2 separate regions of the Triticum aestivum genome follow, and region 1 is linked to region 2. A link is a contact called in public Hi-C data. All regions are on one chromosome and are shown on one strand. The core of a region is the stretch at or near the end of the contact, and the rest is flanking DNA. Distances in the headings are between cores, read along the strand shown. Region 1 has its middle 31 kb from the start of LOC123055296. Region 2 holds the start of LOC123055293 (FT-interacting protein 7).

Evidence for each region. A called contact is a pair of places that touch in the nucleus more often than the background predicts.
Region 1: a Hi-C map of leaf shows a contact between it and region 2, with 5 times the contacts expected there. The contact joins the enhancer-like site here to the promoter of LOC123055293 in region 2. A contact is called at or near these places in 2 of 5 Hi-C or Micro-C datasets (both in leaf).

The regions. Positions count from the first base shown.
Region 1 is chr2D:642,779,975-642,784,172 of IWGSC CS RefSeq v2.1, reverse strand. No RefSeq gene overlaps it. Among protein-coding and RNA genes, the nearest start is that of LOC123055296, 31 kb to the left of the region's middle. Within about 2 kb of position 1,867, at least 6 of the 8 cell types and tissues checked have an H3K27ac peak or open chromatin away from gene starts, as enhancers often do. A contact at or near this core is called in leaf, where this site is marked.
Region 2 is chr2D:642,668,223-642,672,323 of IWGSC CS RefSeq v2.1, reverse strand. LOC123055293 (FT-interacting protein 7) reads left to right here and starts at 2,526. Exons shown (of 2, transcript XM_044479289.1): 1 at 2,526-2,780; 2 at 3,665-4,101. The coding sequence starts at 3,699.

The sequences.
Region 1 (4,198 bases), core at 618-3,117, 110 kb before region 2:
GTATGTACAATGTTTTTGACAATAGAGATGTTTATAATTGTTCGAAATATAAGCAAAAGGGAAAAAATATAAACTGTAAAAAGGAAGAAATTCGTGTTTTTGTTTTTTCACCTGTTTTCTTCGGTTCTTTTCTTTATTTTAATTATTTTTTTTCTATTTTTTTCACTGGTTTTTATTGTTTTCCTCAGTTTTGACTAGTTTTCCCTTCTCTTTCTATTCTTCTTCGTTTTACTTATTTCTTTTCTTTGGGTTTCAAAGTTTTTATTTGTTTCGCTTTCTTTTCACTGTTTTGATCCTGATTTTTGTTTGAATTTTCTGTCGTTTTATGTTTTTTCTTAATGCTTCTAATCGGTTTTTGGAATCTCCGAGACTGTTTCTTGTTCTTTGTTTTTTATGTTTTCAATATTTAACTGTGTTTTCCTTGTTCCTTTGTCGGTTTTCTAAATTTATTCTTTTTCTTTTGGTATAAAATATGAACATTTTTCTAATAAATTAATTAATATTTCTTAATACATACTTTTCGATGTCTAAATTTTTGGCTTATACATTATATTTGATTTGTAGACATAAGGAACATCGTTCAGGTATGCCTTTAACATTTGCCTAATTTTCTCATATACATTCTGTATTTTGCTTTTACACCAGGAACATTTTCTATATACACGTTTGACATTCTTTGTTTTCTTTCTTTTCACCGTTTTCCCCGATTATTTTGGATATTTTCTTTGGTTTTTATGTTTTTGGAACCATTGAGATTGTTTTCTTGTTCATAGTTTTTATGTTTTCATTATTTTTCTTCATTTTCTTCGTTTAATGGCCAGTTTTCTTCTTCTTCTTATTATTATTTTTGTTCTTTTTGTATAAAGCATGAACATTTTTCTAATACATTGCTTATTATTTCTGAATACATACTCTTTGATGTCTACATATTTGGCATATCCATTGTATATTTTTTGTAGACATCAGGAACATTTTTCATATATGCATTTAACATTTTTCATATACATGTTTAACATTTTTCTAAATCCATTAATATTTTTTTAGAATATAGATATTTTGATGTCTAACTTTGTCATATTCATTCTGGATTTTGTGTTTACATCACGAACATTTTCTATATACACGTATAATTTTTTCGTATACACATTTAACATTTTTCTAATAGATGATTATTTTAAAAATATATGTTTTATGTCTGTTTTTCTCATACACATTGTATATCATTTCTATACACGAGGAACATTTTTTATACACACATTTAACATTTTGTAATTTATGATTAATTTTTTGGTTGAAAAAATATTTTTATGGCTACTTTTTCCATACACATTCTACATTTACGCATACATGAGGAATATGTTTCAATATACATGATTAAATTTATGGTTAAACATATATTTATTATGTCTACTTTTTCCGGACACATTCTACATTTTCCGCATACATGATTACCATTTTTGAAATACTTGATTAACTTTTTAAACATCTATGTTTTTGATGTTTAGAGTTTTTGATGCACATAGTACATTCTTGGAATACATCTTAAATGGAGTATATTTTAATACATGCTTCAAATTTTCAAACACATATTTATGTTTTTTTAAATAAATGGTATTGGTTTAGAACACATATATATTTTTATTTCTTCTTTTTATACAAGATTATCATTTTAAAAAATGATTGATTAACACTATTCATTTTGGTATGTACGGTGATTTTGATAATAGATATATTTACCCATTTTCGAAATATAAGCAATAGAGAAAAACATAAAGCAATAATGTGAAGCACTGCCTACCTGGGCCAGCACATTTATGGCGAACCATGACGTGAGTGAGCGCTAACGCTCGCGTCAAGCAATACATAGCCGCGTCCCTTAAAACTGGCGTCACTGCTTACACCCTAGCCCAGGGAATCCTATACGGCGCTAATGCCCTGGCCCAATTTCTGGTTCCTTTCCTTTCGCTTTTTCTTTCCTTTTTCTTCTTTTATGTTTATTATCATTCCCTTTTATTTTAATTTTTCTTTTAATTTTTAATTTTTATTTCTCTTTCTTCTTTTTTAATTTTACACTTTTTCGTGCGAATTTTCTTATCAAATTCGCGAACATTTTGTTCATCGAATTCAAAAAAATTGTTAATTGAAGTAAAAATTGTTAATTGAAGTAAAAAACATTCATTAGAATTTTTTTGAATTCATGAACTCTTTTTGACAATTAAAAATTCATAATTTGTTGAAATATTAGAACCTTTTTTTGTAATCCCGAATTATTTGAACATAGAATAAAATAAAAACATAATAAAAAAAGAAAAATTAAAGAAAAAAAGGGGCGCCAAAGCCCATCAAATGGGCCGGCGAACTGACACGCCAGGGGAAGTGTTGAGTGCGCGTCCGCACGATCCCTGGCGCGCACCGCGCTATATAGGAGGCTCCGCTAGGCTGTAGGCTCCATTAATTTGGTGCTTGTTCAGCTCGGCGATACTAGGCCTAGATTGCACCCTCCAGTCCAATTATAGGGCCAAGAATCAGCATAGGAACCGTCATATTAAGGTTTTAATTTTGAAGGAAGAAAATGAGAGCAACTAGTTGAAAAGTACTCCTTTGGGAGTTCCGCACATGTCACTTGGTGTGGGCCGGGAGCGTGCCACTTGGCGCGCTCTCAGCCGCCGCCACGTGCTGCGCTCTGGGCGCTTCTAACGGATTCTTTTATTTTTCTGTACATGTTTTTGGCTTTTAGATGATTTTTGTGGTTTTTTGATTTTCTATTTTTGCAAGGATTTTCTTACAATTTGGAAATTATTTTTGTGTGTGAATAAATTTGTTTCCTTTTTTCTCCTTCCACGAGATGCACAAATTTACTTTTTGTGCAGGCAAGGATTTGCTTCCGCGAGAGGCGCAGTCGTGCCTCTCGAAAAGGAAAAACACACGTTTTTTCTCTTTCCACGAGAGACACGGATTTACTTCGCGTGGAGGCATGAATTTGCTTCCGCGATAGGCACGGTCGTGCCTGTTGGAAAGGAAAAAACATGTTTTCTTTCCTCTTTCCGCGAGAGGCACAGATTTACTTCGCTTGGAGGCACGAATTTGCTTCCGCGAGAGGCACGATCGTACTTGTCGAAAAGGAAAAAAAATGCGTTTTTTTTGTCGTTCCGCGAGAGGCACATATTTACTTCTCGTGGAGGCACGGATTTGGTTCCGCGAGAGGCACGATCTTGCCTCTCAGAAAAGGAAAAAAGGCGTTTTTTTGTTCCACGAGAGGTTCGGATTTACTTCTCATGGAGGCATGAATTTGTTTCCGCGAGCGGGACGGTCATGCCTCTCGGAAAGAAAAAAAAACCCATTTTATTTATTTTTGTTCCGCGAGAGGCATGGATTGATTCTCGTGGAGGCATAGATTTGCTTCCCCGAGAGGCACGGCCGTGCCTCTCGGAAAAGGAAAAAACAATGCCTCCTCGGAAAGTGAAAAAAAAATGCTTCCGGTTTGTTTTTTTTGTTCTTTTTACGTCAAAACAAAAGTTCATCGAAACCTATCAACATGAGATCTAGTTTTAAAGATCTCGACGCGATGGATCGAACGGTGAAAAGGGTTCGAGATTTGGACGCACGGTTTGAGAGATAAAACACTTTTAATAAACGAATCTGCGGAAAAAGAAAAACTCTCAGGTTGCGACAATTGATAGCGTGCCACTTGTCGCAACCTGGCAATGTGGGAGTGATATTTGGAATGAGTACTCTTTAATTAGTGATTTATTCAGGGGAAAATGAGCGATTAAAAATTAGCTCGAGATGGGAGGTATCAAACCCTTGCCTCTTGCATGCACTAACCAAGCTCTCTACAATTTGAGCTACAACCCCATGCACAAATATTCCACTAATCCAACCATTCAATATACTATAATTTGTTTTGCTGATTGTGCTGCCGGTGTTAGAGGTGCACGTTTTTTCTTTCTTTCTTGAGACACATGTTGCAGTACTTAATTGGTGCTAGTAGACAGAGCAGGACGATGGGAGCTCATCATTCATGGCGAAGATTCTTCTGGCTGGGAATTGTCTGCTTTGCAAAGTTCGATCAGAGGTTCGGAATAAAGAAGGGACGTGTGAACGGTTTCAAGTGGTTGTTTGGTTGGTGATATGAGTAGCATGTCTAACCAAAATGGCTCTACGGGGATTGTCATCTTATCATCATGGGATTATATTC
Region 2 (4,101 bases), core at 1,277-3,776:
GTCGTGCTGACGAAACTCTCCCTCGGCCTAAACTGGATCAAGAGTACGAGGGACATCACTGAGCTAAAGTGTACTGAACACGGAGGTGCCGTACGTTCGGTGCTAGGATCGGTCGGATCGTGAAGACGTACGACTACATCAACCGCGTTGATAAACGCTTCCGCTTTTGGTCTACGAGGGTACGTGGATACACTCTCCCCGCTCGTTGCTATGCTTCTCCTAGATAGATCTTGCGTGATCGTAGGATTTTTTTTTTGAAATTCTACGTTCCCAACACATTTCGCACTTGATGAATGCTTGTAAACCATAATCGTGTAGGAGGCGTTCTTGTCGAACATGATCAATGACAATGAAGATCCGATCGAAATGGAATAGGAATTGGAGGCCACCACCGCATTTGAAGTTGGGACAACATCCGATCCCAATCCGAGCAAGAAGAAGAAGACCAAGACGCCGAAGGCAAGAGGTCCGACATTCTCAAGATTTGAGGACATCTTGTTGGTCAAAAATTGGTTGGACACAATGTTAGATCCAATATGTGGCACCGAGCAAAAGGGGAACACGTATTGGACGAAGATTTGGAAGGGGTATCACGAACAAAAGGAGTATGTGAAGCCACATCCTATCATGACCACCCGCAATGTGGCATCTCTCCAACATCGTTAGGGGATCATTCAAGGGGAAGTGAACAAGTACGTCGGCTACTACTCACAAGTGACCAAACGCCCTTAAAGTGGGATGGGAGTCGCAACTCACGCAAGCTCAATTTCTTCATCTTGTCGTCATTTGCATATGCTTCTTGTGTTTGCGTTCTCGTGCTCATACATATGTTGTTTGCTAGACGGTGGTTGCGGCCACTTTGTATCACGAGGTGGAGAAGAAGCCATTTGCTTTTAGCCATTGTTGGGTCATATTGAGTGGCAAGCTAAAGTGGAACCAACTTGTGGCCGATCTCAAGTCCGGCAAGAAGAGGAATGATGGCTCAAGCTCCAACCAATCAATTGGCTTGGACGATGAAGAGGGTGATGTTGTCATGACGAATGAAAAAGCCACCGTGCCAAAGGATAACCGCCAAGTCACGTGAAACAAGTAGGAGAAGGCACGTGCCGTCCGTGATGCCGCGGCTACCAAAATGCCGTCCACATGGACATGCATTTTTTCTGTGAGGGAGAACAAGAAGTAGGAGAGGTACAAGCTCATGTTGGATGCGCAAAAAGAAAGGATGTAGTGGGGCTGGAAGAGGACGGAGAAGAAGCTCGAAATTGAGAGGGAGAAGATCGAGTTGGAGAAGGAACAAACGACGATCAAATGGAAACTTGAGAAGACCAAGACATTTGGTGACATAGAGCTTGAGAAATGAGAGGTTGCAACTCGCACGGGACGTGGAAGATGCGATGATCATGTTGGCGGACAAAACCCTCTTGGATGAGCATGCAAAAAAGTGTCTTGCGGACAAGAAGATAGAGATCAATGACCGTAGGAAGTACGAGGCGGCGAGGGCGGATGCGGCCCGGATGCAAGCGGAGGAAGCAGCCCGGATGCAGGCAGAGAAGGACGAGCAAGACGCATTCCGCCTGGAGCACGACGCATTCCGCTCGGAGCAGGCGCCCGACCAATGATCCGAGGCCATCCGTCACGGTCGGACATTGATTTCATTTTGGCATGTCTGGTTTGTTGAGCTAGGATTTGCTTTGCTTTGTTTCGAACTTTGAAAATCGAACAATTTATATCGTATGATCGATGTGATGGATTGCATGGATTTAAGGATCGGAATTTGCAGTATGTGGATGTGGGCCGCAACATTTGAAGGATGTTCGGTCAGTGCCCGTGGTGTTTGAGTAGCTGGATTTGCCAAGTCCGGCTAAGCTTTGATAACTTGGACCAATTGTGGAGGCAGTACTACACACCATAGCGTAGCACTGTGAGTATTTAACAAAAAACTACCACATTTCGTGAAAACGTGCCTACAAACTACCACTTTGTAAATTTGTGCCGAAAACTACCACTTTCTCATTAATCCTTGACTAAAAACTACCATGTCTGAAACGCGTCCAGCCCGCTTATGTGTGGGCCCAACCGGTCAGAAACGCGTTTAAAAGAGCCAAATCGGGCTCTTTTCAGACATGATAGTTTTTAGTCAAGGATTAATGAGAAAGCGATAGTTTTCCGCACAAATTTATAGAGTCGTAGTTTGTAGGCACGTTTCCACGAAACGTGGTAGTTTAAAAAAAAAACTAGCATGCCAAGTCAGACCCAACGGGCCAGCTGCCGTCCGTTGGTCAAGTCAGACCCAACGGGCCCGCAGCTATTTCGAATTCCGACGAGAGGCAGGCAAAACAAGGGAAAGAGGCGAGAAATTGCGTCGCAAAGAGCCCGAGGCGAGCCTGAACCCGAAACCGACGCGGCGCGGCGCACGAGGACGAGGACGAGGACGAGGACGGCGACCGACCCACGCCTCCCCCACCCACGCGTCTCCGCTCTCCTCCTCCTCCTCTTGACTCCACGCAAGAGAGCCCTCCTCCTCCTCACTCGCTCACACCCAACGCAAAGCTCCCGTCTTTCCCCCGCACGCCACGCAAAACCCAGCCAGACCCTCCGCCCCCGCCCCCGCCTCCGCCTCCCCCGAATCCCCTCCTCCGTCGGCCGCCCTCCCGTACGGCCCCCCCTACCTGACGGACAGCATGGCGGCGGACTGAAGCGCGCTCGCGGCTCCGTCGGCCGGCGCTCTCGGGCTGCATTGGGCCAGATCCGCCCGGATCTGGGCGTCTCCAGCTCCAGAGGTGAGCCCCGGCCCTCGCCCCTCTCCGCCCCGCCTCGATTCGCAGTGTCCGCTCGCCGCCGGTGCGCCGAATCCCGGGGTTTCTCGGGGGTTTATTAAGGCCCCGCCGCGTTCGCTGCGCGGCGGAAAGTAAACCCAGAGCGCCAGCGGCCCTTTTGCATATGCCTGCGGATCCATTAGGTGCGGCGCTGCCGTGCTAAATCCACGAATCGCCCTTTGATTCTGTGATTCAATAATAAACTAGTCTGGCTTTTCGCCAAAAGGTTGATGCGCTTGTCGTGGCTCCCTGATTCGGGAATTTATTTTTTTATTTGCTGCTTATCCACAGGTTAGATCTGTGTGCGTATGTCGCCTTCAGCTCTGATGTGAGCTCCGATGCGTCGCAGTCTGTCTGAGGCCAGCGTTAGAGGTTGTTTGCTGACTTGGATGCAAATTTAGTTTAGTCCTGTGGATTGGATGTCTAGGCTTGATGTGGACTGCTCCTGCCGAGATTCTCATTTCATCATGCAAATAGAAATAATGCCGCACCCTTTGGGGAGCCGGAGCACACTGGTTCTTCTGTAGATCAGGGGCGATCTATGGAGTGGGTGGTTATGCGAGTGCGATTGCGACGCTTTAGTGATTTGCAGCATATACGTTTTTCTTGTTAAGCCTGGGTTTTATTCTTATTTGGATGTGACACTCAAGTTTGTAGCATCTGCCATGGTGCTACCTAACTGCTTTTTCTTTATATGTATGCTTATTTGGCCGTGCCAGATAAAATGCTGCATTTGCCAGGGTGCTACCTAACCGTGTTCTACTTTTTATGTATGCTTATTTGGCTGTGGTGGCCACTTTGTAGCATTTGGTAGTGGCGCTAACTGTGCTTTTCTTTCATGTGTGCAGAACAGAGCAGTAGATCACAACATCACCAGAAGCCATGGCGTCGTATAAGCTGGGTGTGGAGGTCGCAAGCGCTCATGACCTCATGCCCAAGGACGGGCAAGGTTCTGCCAGCGCCTGCGTCGAGCTTACCTTTGATGGTCAGCGGTTCCGCACGGCCATCAAGGAGAAGGACCTGAACCCCGTCTGGAACGAGCGCTTCTACTTCAACGTCTCTGATCCAACAAATCTTCCCGAGCTCGCTCTTGAAGCATATGTCTACAACATCCACAAGTCTGTCGAAGGCTCCAGGTCATTCCTTGGCAAGGTCAGGATCGCTGGGACCTCATTCGTGCCCTTCACCGATGCTGTCATCATGCACTATCCACTGGAGAAGCGTGGGATGTTCTCCCGTGTCAAGGGGGAATTGGGCCTCAAAGTATACATCACAAATGACCCCT